Linked DNA regions of Hordeum vulgare: region 2 is linked to region 1. The links are chromatin contacts, called in public Hi-C maps. All regions are on one chromosome and are shown on one strand. The core of a region is the stretch at or near the end of the contact, and the rest is flanking DNA. Distances in the headings are between cores, read along the strand shown.

The links. Hi-C and Micro-C count contacts between places; a contact is called where the count stands out from the background.
Region 2: a Hi-C map of leaf shows a contact between it and region 1, with 2.2 times the contacts expected there. The contact joins the promoter of LOC123448339 here to the promoter of LOC123448337 in region 1. A contact is called at or near these places in 2 of 6 Hi-C or Micro-C datasets (leaf and seedling).

Annotation. Positions count from the first base shown.
Region 1 is chr4H:178,313,362-178,318,315 of MorexV3_pseudomolecules_assembly, reverse strand. It overlaps LOC123448337, which reads right to left and starts at 2,456. Exons shown (of 3, transcript XM_045125176.1): 1 at 1,770-2,456; 2 at 1,422-1,489; 3 at 1-125. The coding sequence starts at 2,151. The coding sequence ends at 102.
Region 2 is chr4H:178,671,234-178,676,187 of MorexV3_pseudomolecules_assembly, reverse strand. It overlaps LOC123448339 (stress-associated endoplasmic reticulum protein 2-like), which reads left to right and starts at 2,171. Exons shown (of 3, transcript XM_045125178.1): 1 at 2,171-2,279; 2 at 3,600-3,756. The coding sequence starts at 2,277.

The DNA.
Region 1 (4,954 bases), core at 1,207-3,706:
CCAGTACAACAAAATTCCCAGAAAAAAGGGCATTACAACAAAGTCCTACACCTCCCTAGATCCAGCATGCATTTATTTTTCCAACTTCTTCATCCTCGATCTCAGGAGAAACATGAATAAAGTCCCTGCAAATTAAAAGGGAATCTCCATCAACGGGTCATAAGTCGTAATCATACGGTAGATATTCAACAAGTAAGAATGACAAATATAGATAAAATGGAATGCAGGAGCATGTGCTTCCTTAGTAGATAGTAAAAAAATAATTTGAGTGTCCTAAAATTCAGGTAAAATTACATGTGAAATGTTTGACCCATGCAGATTCGGGAAGTTTTTCTTGGAAAAGAAAACATTATTTTGCACCTGAGCAAAAGAAACAAATCTAGGTCTCTAAAATGTAATTCTTTTAGGAGCACAAAACTTGCATTATACAAAGGGTACAAATATTGTGAGAGCGCTAAATTTTTTCCATTCATGCTTCAGATATGCCAGTTTTTTTGATAAATTTACAAACAAAATACATGCGTACCCTTTTTCAGGATGTTTTGACATCAGGGATCAGTGTTTTTTCAGCCAGCATTTTAAGTGATGGACAACAAAGTAGACTGTGAAAAATTTAGACACACAATGTAGAAAAGAAACAAATGTACGATAAACAATCATGCTATTGCACAACGACTGTGAGGACCCATCAGCAAAGAGACCATCCAGTACCTAGATAGTGGTGACACTACACACTATATTATACAAAGCACATAATGGTAAGTTATTATCTTCAAGGGGGTTTCCAGGACACCAATGCACAGGTACTGTCTGTCGTATCTAAGCGTCGGCCCACAACATCGATATGGAACAGCATGATCTACATCCCAAGTTGAGAGACCTTACAGTTTTCCACATTTATCATTACTACTGAATCGGCACAAACAGCAGCAGCATGCTAAGCATAAATTAAATTATGGCCTTCAGTTTACATTATGTATAAATAGCAGCATAAATTATGGCGTACATCCTTAAGTATAAATTAAATTATGGCCTACATCCTTAAGTATAAATAGCAGCATGCTAAGCATAAATTAAATCGGCACAAACAGCAGCAGCATGCTAAGCATAAATTAAACATGATCAGCATGCTAAGCAACAGAAAAGGGATAAGGCAAAGGCAGTCCTTCACTGAATTGTTAAGAAATGCAGTGACTGCACATAGAAACGCTGACCTAGGATCAACCCAAAATGAAGTTTTATCCAACTCCGGCACGATGAGTATGACATTAAAGTATCTTGCAACCGTCACCATATCGCATATCTGATTTAACAGTGCAACTTTCATGGTTCAGTTTCAGCATTTGGACATCAGCAATGGCTCAGAAATATAGGCAGCGCAGTAGATTAGATGCATTGAGATTGTCACAAGCTGTACTTACAGCTGCGCGCATCTGGTTGAGACCGCCATTGCAGGACACCATCAGATAGCCATTGTTCTTGTAGATTCCTGAACATAGAACAGAACAAATGAAATGGCTGTAGAGGCTGTAACAGGGTTAGAATCAGTGGTGAACCGCACAGGAGACAAGCACAGGTTAATCGAGCAATTGAAATGAACTGTTCCCGACAAATGCGGAATCCTTGGACCAAACTTATCGGACATGAACCGATCAACCAAAAAAAGAGGTGCTAACCCAACCAATCTTGCAGGGAAGGCGACAAATGGAAAGGGGAAAGCATTAATGGAAGGCCCGAATATTCCTGAGCAATGAAGGAAGGGAAGCCACCTGATTCGCTGATGGTTCCTAACCAAAAGAAGGGGAGAAGGCAGGAATCGACCGACTTATGCTTGGGCGGCAGCGGCAGAACGACCGCGGCGGCGGTGGCGGTGGCGGCGACCCTCTCGCGGTCCGCCGGCAGCAGCAGCGGGCGCTGCATGATGACGAGCGTCTGCACGAGGCAGCCGGACCAGACCCCGCCTAGGCCCAGCACGGTGGGCGCCAGGTGCTCCCCGAAGGCCGCCGCGAGCAGCACCACGACGCAGGTCCAGCAGCACGGTGGTCCCCCCGCTCCCGCCTGGGCGTCCGCGAACTCCGAGTCATCCGCGCCGTCCTCCCCGTTGGCCTCGACGTAGACGTCGGCATCGGAGGCGGGCGTGGCCGGATCCATCAGCAGGCAGAGCGGCGCGAGGCGGTTGTGGGGGCCGGGGGTACCCCGAGGCTAGGGTGGCGGCGGCTCGGGGACACCGCGAGGTGGATTACGGAGGCGGCGGCCGAGAGCGTGGCCAGGAAGGTGAAGACAGTGAGCCACCGCTGGCCGACGGCATTGCGAGAAGCGCCGGGCGGCGGGGCCCTGTCCATGGTGGCGGTGGACGAGGGGTTTGGGTGGGAGTGGCGGCGGTGGGTAGGAGACGGAGGCGGGGTGGAGAGACGAGACGAGGGAGGGGGTGAATCAGTCGGACAAGTTAGGGTTTGCATTTTTTCTCGTTTAGAAAGTGAAGGACGGGCGCGCAGTGTTTGGATCCGTTGGATCATTGGCTTTGACGGCTCAGATCAGCTCGACTCGGGCTGACTGCCCTGCCACGTCATCGATCCGGGAGAGGAGGTTTTAGCCAATAGGAAACCGGCAACAAAATTGTGTTTTTTTACCCTATGACTTTTGATAAAATAAACACGTTAATATTTAGCAAAAAATCTCAAATATCTTTCCATGCCTTCTAGAAATGATGAACTAATACCATGTCAAATTTCATATTCTTTAGACCTTAATTACAATTTTTTAAAATGAAATATTCAATATTTTCATATTTCGAGTGCCTAAAATGAGTTTTTTTGTGAAGAACCTACCATGTATTTATTGCAAAATTGGATCAAATCATTTTTCTAAAATACTAGACCATATTTAACATAAAATTAACCCAATGGTTGGATGTCAAAAGCTTTTATCCACCTCTCGTGAAAAAGATAAATTTTCGTCGATTCAGCTGGAAGCGGGTCAAATTTGAACTGCAGCTTCATTATAGATTTCTTTTTATTTTTTCTAAAAATCATTTATAGATACAAAAGTATCTATTTAATCAGAGAAATATCAAAATATTTCCAAGATTCAAACACTAGGTAAGAACGGTCATACCCATCGTTTTGACCGCATTTTGAAATGGTCATGAAAAATTCAAAAAAAAATGAAAAAAATGAAAAACCTTCGCCTTGTATCATAATATGTGACCAAGTTACCAGGAAAAATAATAAACTTGTAATACGGTGATTATTTTAAAAAAGTGTTCTCATAAATGGCTATAGTATGTGAAGATTCATGGCTTTCGAGCCAAATGATCAATCTTATAACCACATTCATGGCATAGTTTGTTGAAACGACCTAATATTATGCACAAGGGTTCATATTGGAATGGGAAACAATCTTGATTAAGGAAGTTTTCATTTTCCTTGTATGAAAAATTCATTTTCCATTTTTCAAGTGCCCGAAATGAGTTTTTTTGTGAAGAACCTACCATATATTTGTTTCAAAATTGTACCAAATCATTTTTATAAAATACTAGGTCATATTTAATGTACAATTGACAAATTGGTTGGATATTAAAAGCTTTTATCCTCCTCTAGTGAAAAAGACAAATTGCCACCGATTTAGAAGGAAGCGGGTCAAATTTGAACTAGAGGTGCCTCATAGTTTTCTCATGATTTTTTCCTAAAATCATTTTAGGTAAATAAGTATCTATTTAATCAGAGTTCCAACAAAGTTTTGGCAAGATTGAACCCCTAGCTATGAACGGTCAAGCCCGCCGTTTCGACCGCATTTTGAAACGAGCATAACAAACTAAAAAAATCAAAAAATGCAAAACCTTCGTGTTGTGTCATAATATGTGACCAAGTTACCAGGAAAAATAATAAACTTGTAATACAGTGATTATTTTAAAAAAGTTTTCTCAGAAATTGGCTATCGTGTGTGAAGATTCGTGGCTTTTGAGCCAAATGATCAATCTTATGACCACATTCATGGCATAGTTCGTTCAAACGATCTAATATTATGCACAAGGGTGCATATTGGATTGAAAAACAATGTTGATTAAGGAAGTTTTCATTTTTCTTGTATGAAAAATTCATTTTCCATTTTTCAAGTGTCCGAAATGAGTTTTTTTGTGAATGACCTACCATATATTTCTTTCAAAATTGTACCAAATCATTTTTCTAAAATACTAGGCCATATTTAATGTACAATTGACAAAATGGTCGGGTGTTAAAAGCTTTTATCCACCTCTAGTGAAAAAGACAAATTGTCGTCGATTCAGCAGGAAGCGGGTCAAATTTGAACTGCAGCTGCATTATAATTTGCTATTTATTTTTCCGAAAATCATTTATAGGTCATACATATCTATTTAACAAGAATTACATGGTGTGGTTGCTTGACGCTGAGGTTTGGATGGTGGTCGAGGACCCCAGCTCCAGAACGCGTGAACTTGCATGCGAGCCGCGTGGTCACCGCGTTACCGTTGCGTTGTCACGCATTCTGGGTGGAATAGGCATGTCTGGTGGGTTAGACACTCCCTCGTTAGGTGTCAAGAATAAGAATACAATAGAAGAATCTCACGAAGAGACCGAACTAAACTCAAACATGAATTAGCAGCCAAGTGTTTGATTAGCGGTGCGGGCAATGCACATAGACAATGGGCCTAAAATTTGGCTGAGGATGATCATCTACTAAGGAGACTATCTTGCCAAAATTTTATCTCAAATGGATGAACCTAGCTGACACTTGCTTTGCAAAGTACCACACTATGCAAAAATATGGATGTCGAAGCTGGGATCAAATGAATCAATGGATTAAGCTGAAATTTGGTGTATGATGGTTTGGGAATATGCATGGTGTTAGAAAATGAATGATTTCAAAGACTTCCGAAAACCCATCTGGTGCCACTAATGACGAGGGGAGATGGTGTTGAGATTAGGCGACCACCTGA
Region 2 (4,954 bases), core at 922-3,421, 360 kb before region 1:
AGCCTCCAGAAAAACCCATTCAACACGATCATATGCTTTGTGCATATCCAACTTTACCGCACACCATCCCTCCTTGCCTTGTTTCTTCCATTTAATTGCATGCAGACACCCGTAGTCTATCACAACGTTATCGGTGATTAGTCTCCCAGGAACAAAGGCACTTTGTGTGGGGCTAATGATTTCTGGCAACCAGATTTTCAGTCTTGTAGCAATCATCTTGGAGATAACTTTATATACCACATTGCACAAGCTAATAGGCCTGAACTGTTTAACAGTCTGAGGCGTGTTGATCTTGGGGATCATAACAATACTAGTATCATTCCAAGCTGGTGGAATTACTTGTGAGTTAATAGCCTGGAGCACTTCCCTAACCAAATCATCCCCAACATTGGCCAAAATCTCTTGTAAAAAACTACATGTAAACCATCAGGTCTGGGTGCTTTGAAATCACCAATGGAGAATAATGCTTTCTTAACCTCTTTTGGAGTATAGGGGGCCATAAGGGCATCATTCATGTCCTCTGTCACACGTCTAGGCACCCTAGACAACACATTCTCATCCGGCAAATGGACCTGTGCTGTAAACAGGTCTGAAAAATAAGTGGAGATGATGGAACTGATGTCATCTTCGCTTTCCTTCCACCCACCGGTATCGTCGAGCAGCTTCTTAATGCAGCTGCGCCTCTTACGAGTAGAGACTCCTCTATGAAAATAAGCAGTGTTTCGGTCTCCATGCAGCAGCGAGTTGGACCGCGTTGGAGCCATATTAGCTCTTATTGGTCAAGCAGATTTTCAAGCAGAACCTGTATATATTTCATTTTCTGCCGACTCTCCGAAGTATTCGGTCAAAATACAAGAGATTAATATAGAACGAAGGAGGTACTATTTTTTTTCCTCAAAAGACAAAAAAAATCATCTCAAAGGGGGTGCGGCCGGTGATGACCCGACCGGCCCGTGTGGTCCATGCTGCCCACGCCTTCCACGCAAAGGCAGGCTGGGATAGAGCAGAATTCCTACTTGGCGCCACACGCGCCCGTTACAGTGCAATTCTGCTAACGGGCGCGTGCAGCGACCCGCGCCGGGCCGGCCCATTTCAGTATTTTTTTCTTTCCCTTCTACATAAAAAAGGGCTTGGCGTCGTGGCGAATCGAACTCTGGACTTCAGCAGTGATTAACACGCACTAACCACCACGCCACTGAACGCTATGTGATTAATAATTTTCTTTTGCCCTTTTTTTTGGTTTTGGTTTTTTGCTTATGTTTTTTGTTTTTTTCTTCTACTTTTCGTTTTTTTCTTCTGTTTTTCGTTTTTTGCTTCTGTTTTTCTTTTTATCTTCTACTTTTCCTTTTTTTCCTTTATGGCTCAAAGATTTTTTTATAGTTCAAGAACTTTTCCTTCAAATTGATGATTTTCTTTTCAAATTCACCAAACTTTTGTCAAAATTGATGAACTTTTTTCATATTAAATTAAAGTTTTTAGAATTTTGATGATTTTTTTCTTTCTGAAATTGAATGAATTTGTTTTAATTCGATGAACTATTTTTAAAATTTGATGAACTTTTTTCACATTAAATGAACTTTTTTTAAAATATGATGAACTTTTTTTTCAAAATTAATGATCTCTTTTTTAATTCGGTGAACTTTTTATAAATTTTGATGATTTATTTAAAATTCGATGAAATTTTTCTAAAATTTTGATGAACTATTTTTAAATTTGTTATTTTTTTTAAAACCGATTAAATTTTTTCAAATTTGATGAACTTTTTTTTGTTTTTTTGAAAACTACGATCAACTTTTTTCAAATTAGTTGAACTTTTTTTGAAAACCTATTTTTTTTTATAAATTTGATGAACATAAATCACTGAAGTTTTTATAAAAGATAATGAACCTTTGTCAAAAGTTATAAACATTTTCAAAATTCGATTATTATTAAATTTAAAGTTTGTCAACATTTTTCCCTTTTGAAGTACTTTTTTTGCAAAATCGATGTACTTTATTTTTTCAAAAATCAATGAATCTTTTCAGGGCGTGCAGGGTCGCCGAACTATTTGATGGGCCGGCCCAACATGGTGCGCTGCAGGCGCCAGGAGGGCAAACCGGCGCCTGCAGCGCCGTATAGGAGTTCCCGGGACAGAGCCTAGAAGCCACTCGCTTTCCTATAAAGCCCTCGTGTCGCCTCAAAATGGCCAAATCACAACATCAAGCCCAAGCTACCCACCGGCTGCACCAGCTCCCATTCCTTGCCGGCGAGCTTACCGGACACCGCCCAAAGCCAAGATGGTAAGCGGATCTAGACTTCTCCACCTAGATTGAAAGGGATGCTCCCCTTCTAGGTACGGATTGGTCCTGGTCGGTTAGGAGCAGATCCGGATCTAGATGGCATCCTTGCGTTGACACCTTTGGATACGAGCCCTTCGTGTTCTCGATTCTGATTTGGTCCTGATGTTTGCGCTTGGTCGGAAGAAATAGCTTCTATCATTTTCCTGTATCCGCGTGATACGTTGGTTTCGTGCAGTTCTGCTCTGGCAGTGCTTGGATCGTTGGATTTACCGTGAGCATCGAGCCTTTTACGGGAATCGGATGCTGTAGTTTTATTTCTCGCGGTGAGGTGGATCAGGAATCCGTAGATACCGGAAGATTATTTGAGTTGAATGGTACCGGAAATTAGATATTTATATGCTCTCCGTCAAGTCTTCATAATGGGGATACTGGATGATTTGCCACGCTTTATTCTGTCTTGGAGAATAATTAGTACTCATGAATTGGTGATGACTATTCACATAGAAATGTTATTTTTGTATTTGTTATTGCCATCAGAATTCGTACTGATTGTGTGGTGGAATCAAGAGTGTGGGTAGAAATCTCAGTGCGACGTGATAAATTGCATTGAGTGGTGCACTTGTTCATGTTCAGATTGTTTGTGATGTAATTCTCTAGTGTACACCAAAACCTCTGTAGGATGTTGCGGGTGGAGAACTGTTTATCTTTCATCCTGCCAAACATAGGTGGTGAATGCAAAATTTGCTCAAAATATCATGTAAACATTGTCATGTTTAGTTTTTGTACCCCTCTTGGGGCAGCTGCTTACCTTCCTTATGCTGTCTACTCTTTAGCTCCGGTTATTGTTGTTTCATAGTAGTGTGTACATTTGGGGAAAAGGATGTACTTTTTCTCGGTAATGAAATATTGATGCCACCAGAGTGTTTCTATGGACTAGAAACATACAGTGATTTAGGATGCACTTTATCTCGTTAATGAAATATTGATGCCACCACAGAAAGGTAGTTAGAGTTTCTATGGACTAGAAACAAACAATGATTTAGGATGGATAATGATGCTGTGATGTAATGGTGGCACTGTCGTGGGTTGTCAGTTGGTTAGTAAACTGCTGACTAGGAAGGAAAAAAGTATTGGTGACTCACTATTGTTGGCTGGAGGGTTAACTGACAACTGCATGTAACTGGCTAATCTACTGATGGTTTTGCTATCAATAGTTTCGACCCTCATATATGTGAAGGAGTTAGCAGTTTGAGTGCTTTTTTATATTGCTCAATGTACCTTTTTTTGCTCAACTGTGGCCTTTCTCTTTCTGTATGGCAGACCACTTCCAGGCGCCTTGCTGACAGGAAGACGGCAAAGTTCCAGAAGAACATCACCAAGAGGGGTTCAGTGCCTGAAACCACTGTGAAGAAGGGGAATGACTATCCTGTTGGACCTATAGTTCTTGGATTCTTCATCTTTGTGGTCATCGGATCATGTATGCATTCCAATTTTCTCTTGATCTCGTATATTCAATCTACTTCACTGCCACTTGTCACATGCTCACTTACATAGCATTTGCCAACAGCTGCTTTGCTCTAAAAAGATATCTACTAGTGACTACATTTCTTTAATCTTAGCATTTGTCATCAGCTACTGTTTAGCGAGAGAGAGAAGAATGAGGTTCAACGCATTTGATTAAGCTGAAGGCTGTGGGTTATATACAGTTGACAGACGCTGAGCTAGATCATGCATGCACCACTACTTGCACTAACACACCATCTGCTCCACCACTCTCACAGTGACGGGGACACGATCTGGCTATACCGTATGGTGGCTATACAGGGGTACATACGGTATAGAGCTACGTATCCTAACCCCCCCCCCCCCCCCCCCCCCCCGCGCGCGCGCGCAGTCGTGATGTCGGCGGGGGCGACGCAAAGACTAGACCGGAAGTCAGAGAAAACCTCGGAGGAGAGCCCTTTCGTCATGATGTTGGCGAGCTGCCGTCGAGTGGGGATGTGGAGAACGCGGAACTCGTCGAGAGCAACCCGTTCACGCACGAAGAGGATGTCCAACTCGACGTGCTTGGTCCGGCGGTGGTGAACAGGGTTGGCCGACAAGTAGACAGCGGAGGCGTTGTCGCAGTAAACCAGAGCGGCCTTAGCGACGGGGGAGAGCAGCTCGCCGAGGAGCTGTCGGAGCCAGACACACTCAGCAACTGCATTGGCGACGCCACGGTACTCGGCCTCGGCGCTGGAGCGGGAAACGACGGCCTGGCGCTTCGACGACCAGGAGACGAAGACGAGCGCGTCGTCGAGGTAGACGCAGAAGCCGGAGGTGGAACGGCGAGTGTCAGGGCAGCCTGCCCAGTCGGCATACGTGAACGCTCGTAGGTCAAGGTCGCGTGAGGCGCGAAGGTGGAGGCCGAGAGCGGGCGTGCCACGCACGTACCGAAGCACACACTTGATCAACCCGAGGTGACACTCACGCGGATCGTGCATGTGGAGGCAGATCTGCTGGACGGCGTAGGCGATCTCCGGCCGCGTGATCGTCAGGTATTGGAGCGCGCCGGCAATACTGTGATAGGCAGAGGGATCATCAACGCGTGGTCCATCGGCGGTCGGCAGTTTGCCCTTGGTGTCGATCGGCGTGGGAGATGGGCGGCAGGTGTCCATGCCGGCGCGATCCAGGAT